Regions from separate parts of the Ovis aries genome. Here region 1 is linked to region 2. Evidence: chromatin contacts called from public Hi-C data. All regions are on one chromosome and are shown on one strand. Each heading gives the region's core, a stretch centred on a gene start, on an enhancer-like site or on the middle of the called end of the contact. The rest is flanking DNA. Distances are from core to core; before and after follow the strand shown. Region 1 has its middle 150 kb from the start of TRNAC-ACA. Region 2 overlaps ARHGAP26 (Rho GTPase activating protein 26).

Region 1 (7,223 bases), core at 1,625-4,124, 650 kb after region 2:
TGCAGCATGCCAGCATGGGGCAGGTTCCATGAACAGAGGGTGACTTGGAACAACACTGTATTAGTTTTCCATGGCTAACAGAACAAATTATCACAGACTTAATGGTTTAAGCCAACATGATTTATCATCTTACATTTCTTGAGGTTAGAAGTTCAACAGGAGCCTTACTGGGCCAAAACCAAACTGTTGGCAGGATTATATTTTTTTTTCCCTAGAAGGTCTATAGAATACTCCATTTTCTTGCTTTTTTCTGCATCTAGATGTTTTGTGCATTTCTTGGTTCATAGCCCCATCCTCCACCTTCAAAGCCAACATTTCATCTCTCTATTCTTTCTTCTGTACTTACATTTCCTTCTAGCTCTCGTCATTCACTTTTAACAACTCTTGATTACATTAGGTCCACCCAAACAGTCCAAAATAATCCCCCTCTCAAAAGCACTGGGTTTACCATTTTAATCATGTCTACAACCTCAATTCTCTACTGAGATGTAACCTAACATAGTCACATAGGTTCTAAGGATTATGATATGGCTATCTTTGAGGGAGGAGGCATTATTTTGCCTACCAAGTATACTTTGTCAGTTTGACTCCAAAGTGAGATTCTTTTTCATATCCAAATTTTCTTGTGTCATTAATTAACAAAATTCTAGTATAATAAGGTCAAAGGAAAAAATTTTAATACAAAAAAGTCAGTCATATCTCTATATATTAGTGACACACAATTGGAGAATATGAACTCAGCATAATATTATTTGCAATAGTCCTTAGGAACATAAAATACTCAGGCCTTGGAGTACAGAATGAAGCAGGGCAAAGGATAACAGAAGGAAAAAAAAAAAGGATAACAGAGTTTTGCCAAGAGAACACACTGGTCATAACAAACACCCTCTGCCAACAACACAGGAGACAGCTCTACACATGGACATTACCAGATGATCAATAACAAAATCAGAGTGATTATATTTTGCAGCTGAAGATGGAGAAGCTCTATGCAGTCAGCAAAAATAAGACCTGGAGCTGACTGTGGCTTAGATCATGAACTCCTTATTGCCAAATTCAGACTTAAATTGAAGAAAGTAGGGAAAACCACTTTTAAAAATAAATAAAATCTCTTACGATTATACAGTGGAAATGACAAATAGATTCAAGAGATTAGATGTAACAGACAGAGTGCCTGAAGAACTATCGATGGAGGTTCATGATATTGTACAGGAGGTGGTGATTAAGATCATCCCCAAGAAAAAGAAAAGCAAAAAGACCAAATGGTTGTCTGAGGAGGCATTACAAATAGCTGTGAATAGAAGAGATACTAGAGGCAAAGGAGGAAAGGAAATACATACCGATTTGAATGCAGAGTTCCAAAGAATAGCAAGGAGAGATAAGAAAGCCTTCCTCAGTGAGCAACGCAAAGAAATAGAGGAAAACAATAGAATGGGAAAGACCAGAGATCTCTTCAAGAAAATTAGAGATACTGAGGGAATATTTCATGCAAAGATGGGCACAATAAAGGACAGAAATGGTATGGACCTAACAGAAGCAGAAGATATTAAGAAAAGGTGGCAAGGATACACAGAAGAACTATACAAAAAAGATCTTTATGACCCAGATAACCATGATGGTGTGATTACTCACCTAGAGCCAGACATCCTGGAATGTGAAGTCAAGTGGGCCTTAGGAAGCATCACTACGGACAAAGCTAGTGGAGATGATGGAATTCTAGTTGACCTATTTCAAATCCAAAAAGATGATGCTGTGAAAGTGCTACACTCAATATGCCTGCTAATTTGGAAAGCTCAGCAGTGGCCATAGGACTGGAAAAGGTCAGTTTTCATTCCAATTCCAAAGAAAGTCAATGCCAAAGAATGTTCAAACTACTGCACAACTGTACTCATCTCACACGCTAGCAACGTAATGCTCAAAATTCTCCAAGCCAGGCTTCAACAGTATGTGAATCAAGAGCTTCCAGATATACAAGCTGGATTTAGAAAAGGCAGAGGATTTTCATTGGAAGGACCGAGGCTGAAGCTCCAATACTTTTGCCACCTGATGCAAACAGCCGACCCATTAGGAAAGATCCTGATGCTGGGAAAGATTGAAGGCAGGAGGAGAAGGAGATGACACAGGATGAGTTATTTGGATGGCATCACCAACTCGATGGACATGAGTTTGAACAAGCTCTGGGAACTGACAATGGACAAGGAAGCCTGCTGTGCTGTAGTCTATGGGATTGCAAAGAGTCAGATGCGACTGAGTGACTGAACTGAAATAAAAAATGACATACAAAAATTTTACACTGAAAACAAAAAACAGGGCTAAGAGAAATTCAAGAAGATTTTTGAAAAAATTGAGAAGTACACTATGTTTATAGATTTGAAGACTGAATATTATTAAGATAGCAATACCCTTATAATGATCTATAGATTCAGTACAATTCCAATAAAAATACCAGAGAGACTTTTAATAGCAATGGGCAAACTAATTCTAAAATGTGCAAAGCACTCAAAATAGGACACATTAGTTATTTATGGTCAAAATTAACAAAATTCAGTTGAAAAAAATGAGCTTCTTCTACATTTCAATAAGTATAGTAAAGAGAGGGCAGTGGTATGATGAAATGATGAGATATCTCTGAGTTCAAATCCCTGCTCTGTTACTTACAACTATCTCACCCTCACTATAGCTTCTGGGGAGGGAAAGGAGATGATGGATGCTTACAATTTAAGAAGACACCCAAGGAGGCCTGGATATAACTCACCCCTGCCTTCTCCTCACTCCCCCAACCCCCCAGCTAAGCACCATGATATTGAGAAGCACTGTTCTAAATAAGTCCATCAAATGACACTGTGCTATTAGACTTGGAACGGAACAGGTAATATTATATTTACCCAAGTTGCTCATGTTCAGAAAGGGAAAGAAAGGCTCAAATAGGGTAAAGTGGCTTGCTCAAGATTGACCAATATCAAGGTAACTGTTATTTGTCAAAGTCAGGCCAAAGTCCAGCCCAAGCTACCAAAATCTGAGTAAAATCCCCAGATCTGCTACCAGCTAGCCATGTGACTCAAGAATGAATGTCTGAAATTCAGATCTCTTACCTGAAAAAGTGAGGGAAAATAACATCCATTTTTTAGAGATACTTTGAGGGGTAAGAATAATTTTTAAAGTGTTTACCAAATTGCTTGACACAAAGAATTTTCAATGACTGTTTTCTTTCCTCTTTCCTCCCTCTCCTCTGTACCTAGTTGTGTGCTGTGTTGCCCTTAGTCTCTCAGTTGTGTCTGAATCTTTGCGACCCCGTGGACTGTAGTCCACGAGGCTCCTCTGTCCATGAGGATACTCCAGGCAAGAACACTGGAGTGGGTTGCCATACCTTCCTCCAGGGGATCTTCCCAACCCAGGGATTGAATCCGTATCTCCTACATTGCAGGTTTCCTTACATGCAATGGTTAAGAATTCTTTACCGTCTGAGTCACCAGGGAATCCCATGAATACTAGAGGGGGTATGAGTAGCCAATCTCTTCTCCAGGAGAACTTCCTGACCCAGGAATTGAACTGGGGTCTCTTGCAAAGCAGGCACATTCTTTACCAGCTGAGCTACCAGGGAAGCCCAAAGCTGACCTCTCCTTAAATGTATACTCTTAACATGGGCATTAGTTAGAACTTTTGTTGCAAGTAATAGAATTCTATTCAGATTAAGGTAAGTAAAAATGGGGTATCTGCTATAAGGATAGAGAAGATTATCTATCATAAAGACCCCAAAGTCAAGAACTCAGCCAGGCTTCAGGAAATCACCAGAACCAGAAACCGTAAAGACCCCTCTTTCATCTCCCTTTTCTGCTTATCTCTCTGCATTAGCTTTTCTGTCAGGCTCTTTCTTCTTCTTGATACACATGATAATAGAAGGTGGGGATTCCAGAATTAATGACAGATTTCTTCCATTTACTGGCCCAGACTCAACCATATTTTTTAGTCTAAATCCTAAACTTTTGGGAAAGAGAATCTGGCTGGCTGGTGGCAGAGAGGGCTAGGAGAATCATAAAATATAAACTGCCTGCCAGGGACCCACCATTCAAGCTTAAATGAACAGTTATAGGGGGTCCTTGCAAATTGGGTAGAGACAACTTAAAAATCTACTACAATATGCTGTCAACTTGCTAGTAGATAATCTGAGATGAATCCCCATCATGTTTGAAAGTTTCCAGCTTAACAAATAGCTTAGAGAGGTATTGCCATAATGGTAATACCTTGTCTATCAGTGTGGCTATGTTGACAGTTTAGATTTTTATCTATTTTCAAAGCTCCCTGTTGATTTTTTTAAATACCCAGAGTCATGGTCACAGAACAAATTTTCTCAAATCTCTTTCCTTAACTCAGTCATGAAGAGGGTGAGATTGGATATTCTTACTCTTAAAACCCGGGCTTATGGAAAAACTGTTCTTAAAAGAATCATCTTATTTTAGATAGGCTTGGCTCTAAAATAAAAGGCCCCTTTCATGGAGTTGCTTTGGAAAGCTGCCAAGAAATATACAGTATCAGGAAAAATACTGGCTTAATGTTTTTCAACATTATTCATCAGTTATTCCCAGAGTCCAGTTATTAAAACTCTCCAGCTCAGCAGTCTGGTTTTCTGCTTGTAGACATAACTGCCTTTCTAATGAATGAATTACAGGTGAGCTAGCCATAGGAAAAAAATGTTCTTGGTAGGCTCTGGCATGGTCTGTTATTGGCGAGACCAATTGCTTCTTCAAGTTTTAGATTTCATAATTTTCTTATTAAAACCATTGATTTTAGTGGAAAATTAAATGAACAACATGCTTTTCTAATGGATGTAAGCTTATCCTATGCAAATATCAAGAGTCATGCATTGCTTCAAGTATGGCCCCAGTTTATCACCAGTAAAAAACAAACAAAAAATAACCCTTAACACAAGTCTCCTTTACCCCAGATAACATCAGCTCTGATTTGAAGTTTTGCTAATAATAAGCAGAAAATACTGCTCAGAAGTTTCATGCTCAATTCTGAAGCAGCCCATTCTTTCCATAGTCTCTGCATGTTTAGTTCTAAACTGATTAAATTGAAAATTATGAGGGTTTCCCAGGTGGCGCTAGTGGTAAAGAACATGCCTGCTAATGCAGGAGACATAAGAGATGTGGGTTCAATCCCTGGGTTGGGAAGATCCCCTGGAGAAGGGCATGGCAACCCACTCCAGTACTCTTGCCTGGAGAAGCCCATGGACAGATGAGCCTGGCAGGCTATGGTCCATAGGTTCGCAGAGTCAGATGCGACTTAGAATGCATGCATGGCACAGGTATTCCCCCACTTATGAATGATGACATTAGTGTAGTCTAGCTGGAAGCCCAGAATTTTCATGTGGATGCATGAGGATGATGAGCTGATTGTGAAGTGGAGTTAATTCAAGGAAACAGGAAACATGCCCTTGCCTTTTCTCTGTAGAGTGGAGTGAAAAGTCCATGTATGAGCCTGTGTATCTCTTTTTTTCCAAATAGGATCAACCCACCATGCTCTACGGTCCTTTCTATTAACTCCTTGTTCTGAGACGATCTAGAGCCCTATCAAAGAGGGCAGTGACTTCAAGCACAACCACACTAAGCTGGAGTTATAATACTAACATCAGGTAAGCACAGAGCCCTCTTCCCAACTAACTAATGGGAAAAAGAGCAGTTAAAATGTTGTGTAGAATAATATGACAGTCAGTTTACATCACCTTTTTCTCTCTACTATGTCAGCCTTTATTTTTAGGAATTAAACCTTTAGAAATGTCTCCTAGAAAATGTTTGCTTGATTATATCAGAGTTTTTATTGTGACAGTTTCTAAAAGGAAGAAAACTTAAGAACAAAGTGAAGTGTCCATAACTGGGGCAACAGTTAGATAAATTATGGTACATCCATAGGCTGGAATACTAAGTGGCCAGCAAAAGGAATTTAGTACACACATACACAAGGGCATGAGAAAATGTCCATAATATTTGGCTAAGTGAAAAAATCAAAACAGCACATATATTTATGATTTAATTTTTATAAAAGAATACATTACTATGGACTCATGTATGTAATTTTTACATACCAAAAGAGGCAAAGGATACACAACAAATTGCTAACAGCAAAAACTTGGTCTATAATGAATGGAAAAGAACTTACACGTTTAACTCTGTATACTTTGATATTATTGAATTTCCTACCACTAGAAGACATTATTTTATAAATAGTAAACAAATATGATAGGGTATAGAATTTCAGTTTAGGATGATGAACGAGTTCTGGAGATAAAAGGCACTGATGGTTGTACAACAGTGTGAATCTGGGAATGCCACTGAAATGGATACTTAAAAATGGTTGAAATAGTAGATTTTATATTATGCATATTTTACCACAAGAAAAAGATGGTGTCCTCTATAAGGGCACCTCCATTATATAAGTAATGGGCAGTGGTGGCCTCAAAGATAAGTCACTTGTTCTCAGGTAAGTTCAGGTAAGTGAGCCTGGACCTACTTATAAAGTGGTGATGCCAATGAATTAGATAGTGTCCCTGGAGTTACACATGATGTCCTTGAGCAACCAGGATAATATAAAAGTCACCTTCCACTGTCAGCATCCAGCAGGGTTCCCTTTGGTAAAGTAGATATTTAGGGACAGGTTCTTCATGATATTTCTTATGTATATCATCATAACCACAATCCCCACCCCCTTCCCCACTTTAGTAATGACTGTTTTTTCTCTTAAACATGAGCCTACCAATAATAATGTAGTATGTTACACCTTTGTACACAGTTGCCTAACCTCATTTTACCTTATTAGATCTGTATTGGAATTTCTTAAGAATCCATATTAAATGTCCTGACCATTTAATTGTATGAAATTATACCTTTCAAGCTTACATAGTATCTATAAGATAGAAAGAAACGAGGGTCCAAGGCCAATCTATACTTGTAAGACAAAGAGTGTCTTTAAGTTAAGTGAACCAGTCAGTAAACATTTATTCACCACCTACTGTATGAGTTAGATAAGACATACCAAGGAGCATAACACAAATGTCTAAGCTTAAGAGGCTTACACTATATACAGGAAATATCAAGTATACAAGCATTGGATTGCACTGAACTGAATTGAAATGAATTCGATTGGATTGGGTGGAATTGGATTTTTTTAATTTGATACAACAAACATTTAACACCCATAAAGACGTTGCACTGAGCAAGGTAGCATAG
Region 2 (6,868 bases), core at 3,717-6,216:
TCTGCTGTATGAATCTACCAGATGGAAGACTGGAGGCAGGATTGAGTATTTTGTTGGGATTTACAATGTGTTGAGTCTATTGGGTCTGTTGCTGCATTCCCATTTTCCCTTGCAAATGTGATAGGCATCTGAAGGAAACTCATAAATCAGTGGTTAAGAAGGTTTCTGGTGGATCTATAAAGAAGCCTGGCATAGCCTAGAGGACCAAAGCAAGTCCTACCACCCAGCAGCAATGCACTATGGCAGCAAGAGCCCTGTGCTTGGATTGGATTGAACCTCAGTCCTGACACTTACAGCCTGAGTATCTTTAGGTAAGCCTCAAATTGGCCCAAGTTCCCATACCTATGAAATGGGAATTATAATGCCTCTTGGCTAGATAGTTGGGTTAAAGGGGATTCGTTAATTTAGTGAATAATAATTTATTGAAAACCTCTTAGGCACTATTTTAGATGTACAGCAGTAAACAAAACGAACAAAACTCCCTGCTCATAGATTTTATGTTCTAGAAGCAAGTACCCATAGTGGCATTTACTAAATGTTTCATTCAGTTAGTCTGAGGATATTCAATGAACTCACACAGTGGGATTTTACTGTACATTTCTGTAGGAATTTATGTTACAACTGTAGATAATTAAGGCCATTATTGAGTCTCTCATCTGAGTTGAAGATATCTCATTAAGTAGGACATTTATGTGTTCTTGCTAAATCCTGGAATGTTTAGACAGTGTGTTCCCTGGAATTGGATTCGTACAGTGCTTGGGTCAGAAAGGCCAGCTGCCGTCCAGGGCTGCAGGTGGTGTGGCTGGGTGGTTTCTGCGTTGTTTTGGTGTTTGTGCTATCTATGACTTAATGCAATTTTACAGAGTTGCTAGATGTTTGTTTGTATAATTTGTGAAATAAGTCAAAGGGCTAGCATGATTACTTAAAAGCCACCAACCATGTTTTAGTGAATGATTTCAACCTTTCCTGTCCAGTTTTTTGATCAGCCACCCAGCAAAAAACAAATTGACAGATTTAAGCTTTCAGTTCATTTTTACATTGCCTTCCATCTGGGACTTTTTCTTCAAGCATCAAAATGCCCAAAATCATTGAAAAGAGAAAGAATAAGCCTGGAAGGCAAACCTCCGAGGGGCCACGGGGTGCTGCACGCAGTCGTGTGCCCTCTCCTGGGAGGTGTGTGTGCAGACCCATCCTCCACCTGCGATCACTGTCCTAATGCAGCCCTTCTCTGGGTCTCCAATGGCACACAGCCCATTTAGTTAACAATGTAAACAGGAAATCGTTTTCTGGCGGACTGGCCTGTGTGGCTCCCCCCCCCCCCCCCCCCCGCCAAAAAAAAGGTCATTTTTGCTGAGACACAACTTTCGAAACCCATAGTGGTGGAAGCTGGAGGCTGGTTATAAGCTAGCCCTGCCCCAGATGGAGGTCAGTGATAGGATGTGTGTGCGGGAACCCATGGATGTGGGTTCAGGGCATTTTTCACTGATGGCCAAAGGCACAACAGACAGGACTGCGGAAGCTCCTATCACCTAGAAAGCAGTTGTTCTGCGGGGCGAAGAGACATGTTAACACCCCGAGGAATTCCAGAGCAGGCATTACTTGGAAGACACGGGGGTCTGGTCTGGAGAAATGTGCCTTGGCGCTGAAGACGCAGTCTGGGTTCAGTGCCCCTCCCGTCTCTCCAACTCCCTGTTGCTCAGCCTCCTCTGACCCTCCTGTGCTCCTGCTGTGGTTTCCCTGTGTGCTGACGAGTTTTTTGGTGGTTATGTCTTGCAGCCCCCCGAATCCAAGCCCAACTTCACCCCTCTCGCCATCTTGGCCCATGTTCTCGGCGCCATCCAGCCCTATGCCCACTTCATCCACGTCCAGCGACTCATCCCCCATCAGGTCTGTTGCAGGGTTTGTTTGCTTTTTTGTTGCTGCCGTTGTTCTCTCATCGGCTTGGTCCTCTCTTCATGCAGTGTTCAGCCTCCTCGTCAACTTTGTTCCCTGCCATCCAAACCTGCACTTGCTTTTTGACAGGCCAGAAGAAGCAGTTCGCGAAGACTCCAGGTAAAATCATGGATGATGATCACTCTGTTCCTGCTTATCCAAAGCTGGTCAGGGATTCCAGCCTCAGAGACCAACTGGGAGGGACCATTTGCATGAACAAGCATGGCATTTCTCGTGCCCCTCTGAACCCTTCCTCCAGTTCCTGAATTTATCTGTGGTGCCTAGAGTTTGGGGAGAGAGTGCTTCTTGAAAGGGCTCTTGTTTAGATTGCTCTCTGAATCAGGAGGCTCTCTGTGCTTTAGCACAAGATAATTTCAAGGGGAACAGTGCTGAGACACGTGCCAGCCTTTTCTTCCCTCATTTTTATCAGGTAGCATCAGGCAACATTTATTCGTGGAGTTGGGTTTTTGGCCATGAATATTGATACCTAGATGATGAGACCCAGACCAGTTAGGAGAGAGACAAATATAATACAGAATAAATTGTTCCTTACCTTCCATGCAGTCCCAGGAACCCTCATGCTCCCAGCCTGCGTCTGTCTCCAGGTGTCATAAACCCTTAGCTCTTATGGGAACAGGTAAAACCTCTTTCTGAGGGTTGACCTAATTCCTCCCTCCAAGGCCCAGGCTGTAGTTTTTCCCTGCTTTGATGACATGCAGACTTAATTCTTTGTATCTGAGTTCTTTGGAAAAAAGAAGCTGTTTAAATGCTACAAAAAAATTCATGAGGATTCTGCAGAGTCCCTCTGCTGTGTATGTCCCCAGCATGTGTGTATCTTGCAGTGATAGGCTCTGCTTTCAGACAGCCCAAACACAGAGCCTACTTATAAGCTTCATCAGTACCTCAGGCCGTGGCAGTGTTTTCTCATCCATCTTTTACTCATAGCTGGTTTTCTCCAAAGGGGAGGCCCAGCAGAGAGGCTTAAATAATCGATAAAGCTGTGTCTCACTTTAAAAAAAAAAAAGAAACACCATGCTATTTATATATATGTACAAGTCGCTCAGTCGTGTCCAACTCTTTGCGACCCCATGGACTGTAGCCTGTAGCCTATCCGGCTCCTCTGTCCATGGGATTCTCCAGGCAAGAGTGCTGGAGTGGATTGCCATTTCCTTCTCCAGGGGATCTTCCTGACCCAGGAATCGAACCCGGGTCTCCCGCATTGCTGGCAGACGCCTTACCGTCTGAGCCACCAGGGAAGCCCCACATACATATGTGGGTGCTCCCCGGTAGCACAGTGGTAAAAGTCTGCCTGCCAGTGTGAGAGGTGTGGGTTCAATCCCTGGGTCAGGAAGATCCCCTGTGGTAGGAAATAGCAACCCACTCCAATATTCTTGCCTGGAAAATTCCATGGACAGAGGAGTCTGGTGGTCTACAGTCCATGGGGTGGCAAAGAGTTGGATACAGCTGAGCGCGTGCACACACACACACACACACACACACACAGGCACACACATTACTTTATTCTCCTCCAGGCACTTCCATACCTATCATTTCATTGTATCTTCACATGAGAATGAGAGAAGAAATGGCCTGAACCATATTACAGAGAAGGAAAACTAAGGCACAGAGAAGTGGCTTGCAGTCACATGGCTCATGAGGTCCAATCCAGAACTCAGGACTTCTTGCCCTCAACCAGCACTCTTTCCTCCAAACACATGGGTAGCCCCAGATTTGAGTTTTCATGCTTCCCAGCCCGATAGCCTGGCTTGCTTTCCTAGGTTTTATGTCTAGCTTTTTCCTTTAAAATGGGAAAGAGAGAGCTTTTCACTATATCCTTTTATCCTCACCCTGGGAATAAGGTAAAAATTCAGATTATACTTTTCTTGACACTCAGATTATCTCCTACTTGTTTCTTAGGTACATTCTGGGAGATGTTAACTTTATAGGACACCAGATATATGGCTTGAATTGTTCTGGTTAGATCATTGATTGCCCCATGAAGACCTGAACCAGAGCCAAAATGTGGCTCCTTCATTTTGATCAAAAGAAAGTAAAATCTTCAGAACATTGGCCCTTGAATAGAATGGGTTGGGGGGACTCAGGACAGTAGAATAATTCAGCTAAAAAAGACTGAAATGTGCTCTGCTTTGACGGTTTTCATTTTTCTATATCTCTAAGCTTTGGGGCCCTATTGCCTGTCCGGTATCTCCACCTCTCTACTCCTGTCACCCAGGAATTTCCAGGTTTTACTCTTTTAGCTTTTCCTTTTCCAGAGTATTTCCAGATTGGCAGAGGACAGTGGCAGCAGAATCTGCACACCCCACGTGTCTGGGTTCATGGTTACTCAGGCCCATTCACTCTGGCCGTTGTTGTAATGCACCATTTGGATGATGCTGTTGCACAGCCCTGTAGGACGCTGCCATTTTGAAATAGGCAAGACAGAGTAGGACTTAGAATTGGCTATCATTGAGCTGACCATGTGTGCCAAAGTGAGCATGGATGGGGACACAGGCGGGGAGCCAGCGAACAGAGGGCAAAAATCCCGAAATTGCTGTTGCAATATGCAGCCAAGAGGTGGGGGCATATACCCATTTGTCAGGTCCAGTGAACCATTCCCCCAAATGCACTTTCAGAACATGAAGTTCCAGATTTCCTTCCCTAGACAGAGCTTTTAAAAATAAAAACATAATTAGACCTAATGAATGGGCCCATGAACTTCTATATAAACTTCTCTGGAAGAGGTTTGGTCCCCCCTCTTCAAAGCATTGCTTTGCTTGTTACTTCAAGCTCAGGAATGGAGATGCCTTGCACAGCACAGCAGAGAAAGGGGACTGGAGGAGTGTTCCCTTTACTTTCACTTGCACCCCTAGAAAAGCTCCTCACCAAATTCCTAACTTGGAATCACACAAGGGCTCCTGGAAATTAGGCCAAAATGATCAGACTATTGCATCTCGCCAGTCTAGCTGAGCCCGCCTCCCTGGACAGTGCAGATAGTGGGTTGTCATTTTGCAGAGCTTGCAAGGGCAGTTGAGGGAAACTCCTCTGAGTGCTTTCCTGGCCCTGTGCCATGCTCAGAGGTGAAAATTAAAAATGAACTAGCAGAAGGTTCCAAGCTTGTTTGTGCCCTTGAAGGCCCCACTGAGGTCTGAAGGGCACCATCGCAGAAGAGTCACAGGCACCCCAGGCTCTCTGTGTCCAGGGTAGAGGTGCTCTGCAGAGAGTAGGGAGCAGAAGAACCAAAGTGGAGATCTTGTATTTCTTTAATCAGAGCCAAAGCCTACAAATAAAACCTGTGTGCCAACAGGATCTGTTTTGGTAGAAACCCTACCTAATGCAAACTGCTCAAGGCTTTTGATAAGGAGAGAGTGTGACATGGGACTCTTTGGGACTCAGTGGGACTCAGTCTAGCAAATTCTTACAAACAGAAAACTTTCCCCTGCGTAGGCTGCCAGATTTAGCAAATAAAATGAAGATTCAGAATATCCAGTTATATTTGAATTGTAAACCACAAACGTTTTTTTAAGTATATCCTGTGCAATATTTGGGCCATACACTAAAATAGTATCCCTCGTCGATCTGAACTTCAGATTTAACTAGCTGCCTCGTGTCTTATTTGCCAGCCCTCGTCTTGGGGAGCAGGAGTAGTTCCTTTTAGAAGCAGCCCTTGTATCCTTTCTCCCATTCTTGGTGCACGTGCCATGGAGGTAGAAGGAAGCCCTCTTGTAAACTGTCAGTCACCTTTTAATTTGAAACAAAAGCAAGATTCTCTCCTGAACTTTGTTCTTATATTTAATATGCTGCTTTATTGAATGTTATTGTTATTAAATCCCCCAAACCAGATATTAGTGAAAAATTTACTCCTCTTGAAAGACAATCTTAGGCATCTGAGGTATTCCCCCTCTTTCCTTCCTGTCAGGTACTCCAGCTGATTTCCCTGGCTTGTCCCTGTTTTGTCCCATTCCTTGTATTTGAGGAGGTTAATAAGTAACCTCTATGAAAACCCAGCCAGAGAAGCCTTGCCTCAGATGATTTTTGCCTCACCTTTTATCTCCCCGTCCCTGGTCCCTGGCCTCTCCCCCCACCTGCCCCGTCCTCCAGGGACAATGACCCTGGCTCATGGCCACTGCGTTCTCCTTCCATGTTCATGTCATTGCAGGCTTCCCTTGCCTGTCTGTTCAGAATTTTGGTTGTTTTAACACTTTTCACAAGCAGATGGTCTCTGCTCCCCATTCCATCAAAAGCAAAAAAAAAACAAAAAACAGCAAAATAAAACAATAAAACTTTAATCCCACATTGGCTGTTTGGCCGTTGGTGGTCAACACATAGACTTGGTTTTGTTAGATTCACAGCCTCTGCCCCTTGTCCTGAACTTAATCCTAACACTAATGATAATTATGTAGGAGGAGCTGGTTTCCAGCTGGAGCTGATACATTCTAAAGGCTCTTCCTCCTTCCACTCCCAGCAAACCCACTTAATGTTCTCCCACTTGCCCAGTTTCCTCCCACCCGGTTATTTCCTGGTTACTAGAAGACCAGAGAAAACACCAGTAAACTGCACCTCAGCAACAAATTCTGAATAGCCATTTATCCACACAATAGACCTGGTACGTCACCTTTCCTTCAGTTTTCATGGAACCAAGACTAAAAGTTTTAAATGCTTGGCCATTGTATAGGTTTCCAAACATCGATGATGCCTCTTTCCCAGAGGGAAGCTGGACTTGGTGACTCCAAGAGTAACAGTTCTGTAGTGATTGAAAATGCCCTGCTCCTTCTGATCATGTCAGATTACCTGAGACCATTCCTCTACTAAATCTCACTCAGTGACTCGAAATGGAGGTTTAGCCTCCCTGGGTCCTTGAGGCCCTTCATTAGCCAAATAAAGGTAAAGCAAATAATACATATCTCTTGAATAACTGTCTAACCCAGACGACTACTTG

Evidence for each region. Hi-C and Micro-C count contacts between places; a contact is called where the count stands out from the background.
Region 1: a contact with region 2 is called in a Hi-C map of liver, with 7 times the contacts expected there. The contact joins two enhancer-like sites. A contact is called at or near these places in 2 of 16 Hi-C or Micro-C datasets (both in liver).

The regions. Positions count from the first base shown.
Region 1 is chr5:52,576,312-52,583,534 of ARS-UI_Ramb_v3.0, forward strand. No RefSeq gene overlaps it. Among named protein-coding and RNA genes, the nearest start is that of TRNAC-ACA, 150 kb to the left of the region's middle. Within about 2 kb of position 2,875, at least 1 of the 54 cell types and tissues checked has an H3K27ac peak or open chromatin away from gene starts, as enhancers often do. A contact at or near this core is called in liver, where this site is marked.
Region 2 is chr5:51,919,570-51,926,437 of ARS-UI_Ramb_v3.0, forward strand. The region is part of intron 20 of ARHGAP26 (Rho GTPase activating protein 26); the gene reads left to right. Among named protein-coding and RNA genes, the nearest start is that of NR3C1, 200 kb to the right of the region's middle. Within about 2 kb of position 4,967, at least 6 of the 54 cell types and tissues checked have an H3K27ac peak or open chromatin away from gene starts, as enhancers often do. A contact at or near this core is called in liver, where this site is marked.